2 separate regions of the Triticum aestivum genome follow, and region 2 is linked to region 1. The links are chromatin contacts, called in public Hi-C maps. All regions are on one chromosome and are shown on one strand. The core of a region is the stretch at or near the end of the contact, and the rest is flanking DNA. Distances in the headings are between cores, read along the strand shown.

Region 1 (3,172 bases), core at 288-2,787:
AAATCGTGCATTCAAATCTCTAATCGTTTTCACACTTGGATTTCTCACGTCGAGATCTTCTTAATTAGAAACCATGTTAATATGCTTTGATAAATCTTTTTCCAAAAAAATAGAAATGTTGAATAAAACCATAAATAAAAAAAGGAAAAAGAATTAAACCGAAAGAAAAAATAGAAACCCAAAAGCAGAACTGCGCTTTTCATTTTTTTTTCTTGTAAGCATGGGTTGTGTTTTTTCCCTTTTAGGAAGCATGTAGAAGCACTGGCTATGTTTTTCGAGAAAAGCACAACTCCCTTGCTGCTTCCGCGCGAAGCAAGGTTGTACTTTCATAAGAAGCACAACTCGTCGAGATACATGTTGTGCTTTTTCCTTTCTAGGGAGGCATAACTCTGCTTCTCGCAGAAGCACATGTTGTTTTGTCCACTAAAACCAAGAGAAAAAACAAGAAAAAAAGAGCAAAAAAAAAAGAAATGAAATCCATAAACGCAGGCAAAAATAGAAAATGCATGCTCCCGTGTGGCGCGCTAGTTGTGTGAGAGGTGGCGGCATTCGTGCGCGGGGGGCGCGTTCGTGCCAAAGAAGTGACCGTTGTGGAGGGTAACAATTAAATAGTTGGTCTACACAAATATTTGTTGCATTCATGCATGACCCTCGGCCAGGCAGTAGCATATTTCGCCAAGAAACCTGTACAGGTGGGTATTTGCGCATTGGCTCGCTGTATAGAAGAAGGCATTTCCTATTCGATACTTCAGGTACCCGTTTCTTTGAAAATTACAAACGGTCGCACACCCCACGACGATCTGGGCCAGCCCATTTTCCTTTTTTCTCGTTTGTTAACTTTTATTTGGAAAAAGGTACGGCTAACGTGGATCGAGCTCGCAACCTCGTCTTATGAAAGTAAGCGCAGTAACCACCGGGGCACCTCATGTGTGCAGAGTTACTTCGTTTCTTTCTTTTATTTCGTTCTTCGGTTCGGTTTCTTCTTTTTCTTTTTTTCTTTTTATTGTTTGCTTCTTTTTTTTTCTTTTTTGAAATGTGCCAGTTTTTAAAACTCGTGAACTTTTTTTGAATTAGATAGAAAAATCAATTTTGATGAACTATTTACAAAATCAATGAACTTTTTTTTAAATTTTGATGAACATTTTTTTAAGTTCGATGAACTTTTTTTCAATTCAATGATTTTTCTTTCAAATGAAATATTTTTGAAATCGATGTTTTTTCATATTGGTGAACTTTTTATTAATTCAATGTTTTTAAAAAAAATCAATGATTTTTTTTCAAATTTGATGTCTTTTTTGAATCTTTAAACTTTTTTTAAGTTCATGAACATTTTTGCAAAATTCATGAACAATTTTTCAAAATCCATGAACATTTGAATTCACAAGCTCTTCCATTTTTTGCGAATTTTTTCGGATTTTTTTTTCCAAGTGCAGTCGACCGAACCAGGGGGAAACAGAATGCGCTCACATCTACATGGGCCGAGCCACCAGCATCGGCGCGTGGGCGCCAGGGAGCTTCCCTGGCGCATGAAGCGCCGAATAGGAGCTCCTGTAGTAGAAAGCTACAGATCGACCTTTGAGCCGAGAGGACATGGCCGTGATCCCATCTCGAGCCATGCGAATATCTCAAAAAAAATCTTGAGCCATGCAAAATTGTCAGGTTATTGGGGACGGCCGCGATCCCATCTCGAGCCATCTAGTTTTCATTATATTTCCTACTAGAAAAACAATTTTCATTACAACCTCCGTCCAATATAAGAACGTTTTTGACACTAGATCGATAGATTCAGAGTTATGTTAACCCAAATAGCTGTTGCTAGCGCGCATAGATCAAAGTTAGCTTGCGGAGAACAGAGACTGGATCCAAGATTACCCGAGAATTAAGGGAATAGACTCTGCCACCTTTTCTGTCGCGCAAGCATAACCCTGTGCTCGCGTGGAGGACAACCTGTGATGAGATTGGCAAAACAAACAAAACGGTTACTTTCAGACTCAATGGATCTTTTTGTTCTTCGAGTAATGCCACATGGTAAGAAGGATTAAGCAGTTGATGTAGCTGCTAGATAGAGGAGGTGGTAAGGGCAACTCCAACGGTCCGACCCAACCGGACAGAAGATTTGCTCGATTTTATCAGTTTGGATGACCAAACGTCCAAACGGGCAGGCGTCCAATCCAACCCCATTGTCTGCCCTTCCCTAGCCGCAACACGCAAGGGTTGGTCAACTCTATCAGGGTTTTTTTTTTAATAATCAAGATTTGGCATAATTCAATAAAACATAGCAAATATATTTAGTAAAATAATTGCCTAGTATCATAGGAGCCGTCATACAACATTGCACCAAAAGAATCGACGAGCCCCGCTTGTGCTCCGGCCTCATAGTTCATGAAAAACAAACAAATATAAGATGATCACGCTGATGAGCCCGTGCGGGCTCCCGAAGGCGACTCCAGAAGCTTGGGCGGGCGGGCCGCTGATGAGCCCGTGTTGGCCGTTGCGGTGGGGGCTATGAGAAGGGCCTAATCAATCCCTAGTAAGTGGGGGGCGATTTCGCTGGCTTTGCCAGCGATAACCTCGGTGTCTGCAGCAGTGACCCTTGCCTGAGCGGCGGCGATGGCGGCGGTTTCTTCTTTTGACATATCCTTCCTTCTCCGGTTGGCTTGCTTCAAGGTCTCCGCACTCTCTGCTCTGGGGTAACCTCTTTCTTCAGCTTCTTCGGGGCTACAACGCTAGTGGCCGCGATGGGGACGAGGGCGGGGACGCGCTCTAGGATGGAAGGGTTTTGGGAGAGAAAAGGCAGAAGTGGAGGTTGTGTGCCACAGACAGATGGGAGGGCGCCGCGGGTATCCAAGGCGTGTCCGCACGAACGTAAACATGACTCAAATTTAGGTTAAAAATGGGTTGAGGCGAACATGAAAACGAACATCTATCAGTTTGTGTCGCCGCCTTGAGCCATGTTTTTTGTGCGCGCAGACAAAAACGAATGCGGGCGAAAAAACGCGTCGGCCCATTGGAGTTTCCATAAACATGCGTGTGTGATGATGATGGGATAGTTTCACGGCTTGAGGCAATCGAACAATCAGGCATTTCTCTCTCTCTCGCGCGTGTGTGTATCTGTGCGCGCGTGCGTGTGCGTGTGTGTGTGTGTGTCACGCAACGCAGATTCATAGGGGAT
Region 2 (3,048 bases), core at 414-2,913, 210 kb after region 1:
GTGCCGACAGAGCCGTGCATCCATCCTGGCAGCGCCTTCTGCACGGGGCCATCGACAGTCCGATCCAGAAACGTTATCCAGCAGCGTAGTGTGTGCGGATGTGCATTTCGGTTTTCTCAATCTGTCTGGAATTTGTGTGCGTGTTGCTTGGGATCGAGGCATGACCACGTTCCAAGACGAGCACGTACATATTTCTGGGGTCCGATTTGGATTTGGATTTGGATCTGGGGTCTCGGCTTCGAACGGATGGGGGATCGGACCCGAGAATAACTTCTCGGATCCAACAATGCGTTCACGAATCAGTTCAGGCTCCATGATACCTAGCGATCAATAAACTACCCCTACTTGCACACTCCGCGAGATAAACAAAACGAAACTCGAGTACGTAGTGGTTAAGCGAAACCACTTGCGGCGTGTAGCGACCTAACCTTCCATGTTCCTTTGTGATTGGATAAGCGGGAATCACCCACTCGGAAATGAAAATGGTAGTTTAGGACCGGTTGTTCGTATACAATTGCTGTCAATCAAGTACTCCATTCGCCCGGAAATACTTGTCATCAAACTAGATAAGACGGGATGTATATAGATGTATTTTAATTCTAGATTCATCTTTTTTTATTCATTTTGATTACAATTCTTTTCGGAAGAAGGGAGTAGGAATCAACAAGCTTGCCCGTTAAAAAAGCAGCAAGAGAGGCTATAGCTCGCTAGCTAGCTTCTAGTTTAGCTTGCGTAGGACACACACGAGAAAGCGAAAGAGAGAGAGATGCCCGATCCATCGATTGCCTCGAGACTTGAACTATTACATCATCATCACGCGCGCATGTCTACCCTCCTCTATCTATCTACACTCTCCACATTTCCAGCCCTAGCTAGCTAGCTATAGTACTACTACTCCATTGCATTAGTAGTGCTACTCATCTATAATCAACAGGTTAATCTTTCTTGGCATGTGATGTGAGTAGTAACAAAGCGACATGGCGGTGCAAAGAGTCGAAAACAACCGTTTTGTTTTCAGAATCTCGTGCCATTCAGCCAGGTCAGGTGGTCCTGCACTGCATGCGATGCTTGCGGGATACAAAAGGTGGCAGAGTCTATTCCCCTTAATTCCCGGGTAATCACGGATGCAGTCTCCGTTCTCCGTAAGCTAATTTGGATCGATGCGCGCCAGCAACAACGATTGGGTTAAGAAGACTTGGTCAATCTGCCGCTGTAACTTTATTAGTACACTATCTATCTATGCGTTTTGCTGACTGACCATAAACAGTTTTCTTATAGTAGACTAATATAAATCTGAATCTATCGATGTAGGCATTTCCGTTTCTGTGTGCCGTACGCAACGCCACCGATAATGTTAATGAAAACCATGTAGTGGATGTACCTGATAGTTTCGCACGGCTCGAGGTGGGGTCGGGGCCGTGCCCTCCTGCGCTCATACGCCGATCTGTATAGCGTATAGGCTCTCGTCTAGCACGGCGAGCCTACCAGACGCTACTGTTCCCATGCAAAGAGGAGTACTAGCAATAGCACGAAAATCTTGTCTGCTCCTGCGCCTGCCTTCTTCGCTGCTGCAACAGCAAGTGGGCTGGCAAGCACGAAGGAAGGCAGCCTTGAAGCGGCCCGCACCAGGCCCTTTGGCAGCCGAGGGGGGAGGAGCCATGACCTGCTCACCTGCACCATACGCGACGACTATATCTCGCTTAGCGCGAGATGGAGGAAGCTCTCGCCTTAAGCGTCTACATTATAAATAGGGATGAAAAGGAGGAGTGCACAGGGATCGATCCCAATCTCCTGGATGATGGGCAACGCTACTAGCCACTCGGCTCGCGTCGGGTTCGTGCTTAAGTAGAAGGGCACGACCTACTTGATTCAGAATGAGGCGGTTTTCCACTACATTTTTTGGGTTTTGTTTTTGTTTTTGTTCTTTCATTGGGTTTTCTATACACATTTTACATTTTTAAGCACAAGTTTAACATTTATGAATACATGGTCAACATTTTTTCTGTACACATTTAACATTTTTCAAATACACGAGCAACTTTTTCCACACTCCTTGTGTTTTTTTATACATGCTCAAGATTTTTTTCTATACACATTTAACATTTTGTTACAGGCATGATTAACATTTTCCAAACATTTTGTAAAGTATATTTTTGTAATATATGTTTATAGTTTTTGGAAGTGTGAACAAAAGTAAAAAAGGAACTATAAAATAAAAAACGTGAAAAAAACAGAAAAGAAAACTAGGCTGTGGCCTCCAGCGCACCTGGGCCAGCCCATCTCAAGCTACCTTGACGAGAGGGTTCCCTAGGTCTTGCAATAAGGGAGACATAGGGGAGCCCGGGACCTCCTATACGACGCATTCTACATCATACAGAAGCTCGACGCACAGGGTGGACACATGACTGGGCCGGCCCACCAACGCGCCCGTTCGTAGTTTCCTATCACGCGATAGCAAAAAATAGCTGCAAAACAAACAAGAACAATAGGGGTTGACCTGCCCGGGGCCTCCTATACGACGCATTCTGCGTCATACAGAAGCTCGACGCACAGGGTGGACGCGCGACTGGGTCGGCCCACCAACGCACCCGTTCGTTGTTTCCTATCATGCGATAGCAAAAAATCGACCCTGCAACCTCGCACACAGCAGAGTCATAACTGCGAGCCTTTAGCCACTACGCCAGACAGTGGCTGCAATACACAAAGGCGCACAAATATACAAGAATACACAACAAGGTTGAGATTTGGATAACATTCCTTCACAGTTGCGAACTGTTTTGGCATGCAGCAATTATTTTTGATATTACAAACAGTTTTCGAAAATGTGTTTTTCTTTATATTTCCCCCTTTTCTTGGAAATTGCTAAATATTTTCTGAGATCAGAAATTAAAATTTCCACAAAAATTGAAAACAAAAGCATTTTCTAAATTAAAAAAACACAAATATTCTCTTAAAATACAACTAAAATTTGTATTCGTATGTTTTTAGGAAATGAGAAAAAACATGGGGATATTTTTTGAAATTGCGAACAATATGTTGAAATTGTGA

What was found. A called contact is a pair of places that touch in the nucleus more often than the background predicts.
Region 2: a contact with region 1 is called in a Hi-C map of leaf, with 4 times the contacts expected there. The contact joins two enhancer-like sites. A contact is called at or near these places in 2 of 5 Hi-C or Micro-C datasets (leaf and an unstated tissue).

The regions. Positions count from the first base shown.
Region 1 is chr4B:560,458,239-560,461,410 of IWGSC CS RefSeq v2.1, forward strand. No RefSeq gene overlaps it. Among protein-coding and RNA genes, the nearest start is that of LOC123093244, 86 kb to the right of the region's middle. Within about 2 kb of position 1,538, at least 1 of the 8 cell types and tissues checked has an H3K27ac peak or open chromatin away from gene starts, as enhancers often do.
Region 2 is chr4B:560,663,913-560,666,960 of IWGSC CS RefSeq v2.1, forward strand. No RefSeq gene overlaps it. Among protein-coding and RNA genes, the nearest start is that of LOC123089213, 82 kb to the right of the region's middle. Within about 2 kb of position 1,664, at least 4 of the 8 cell types and tissues checked have an H3K27ac peak or open chromatin away from gene starts, as enhancers often do.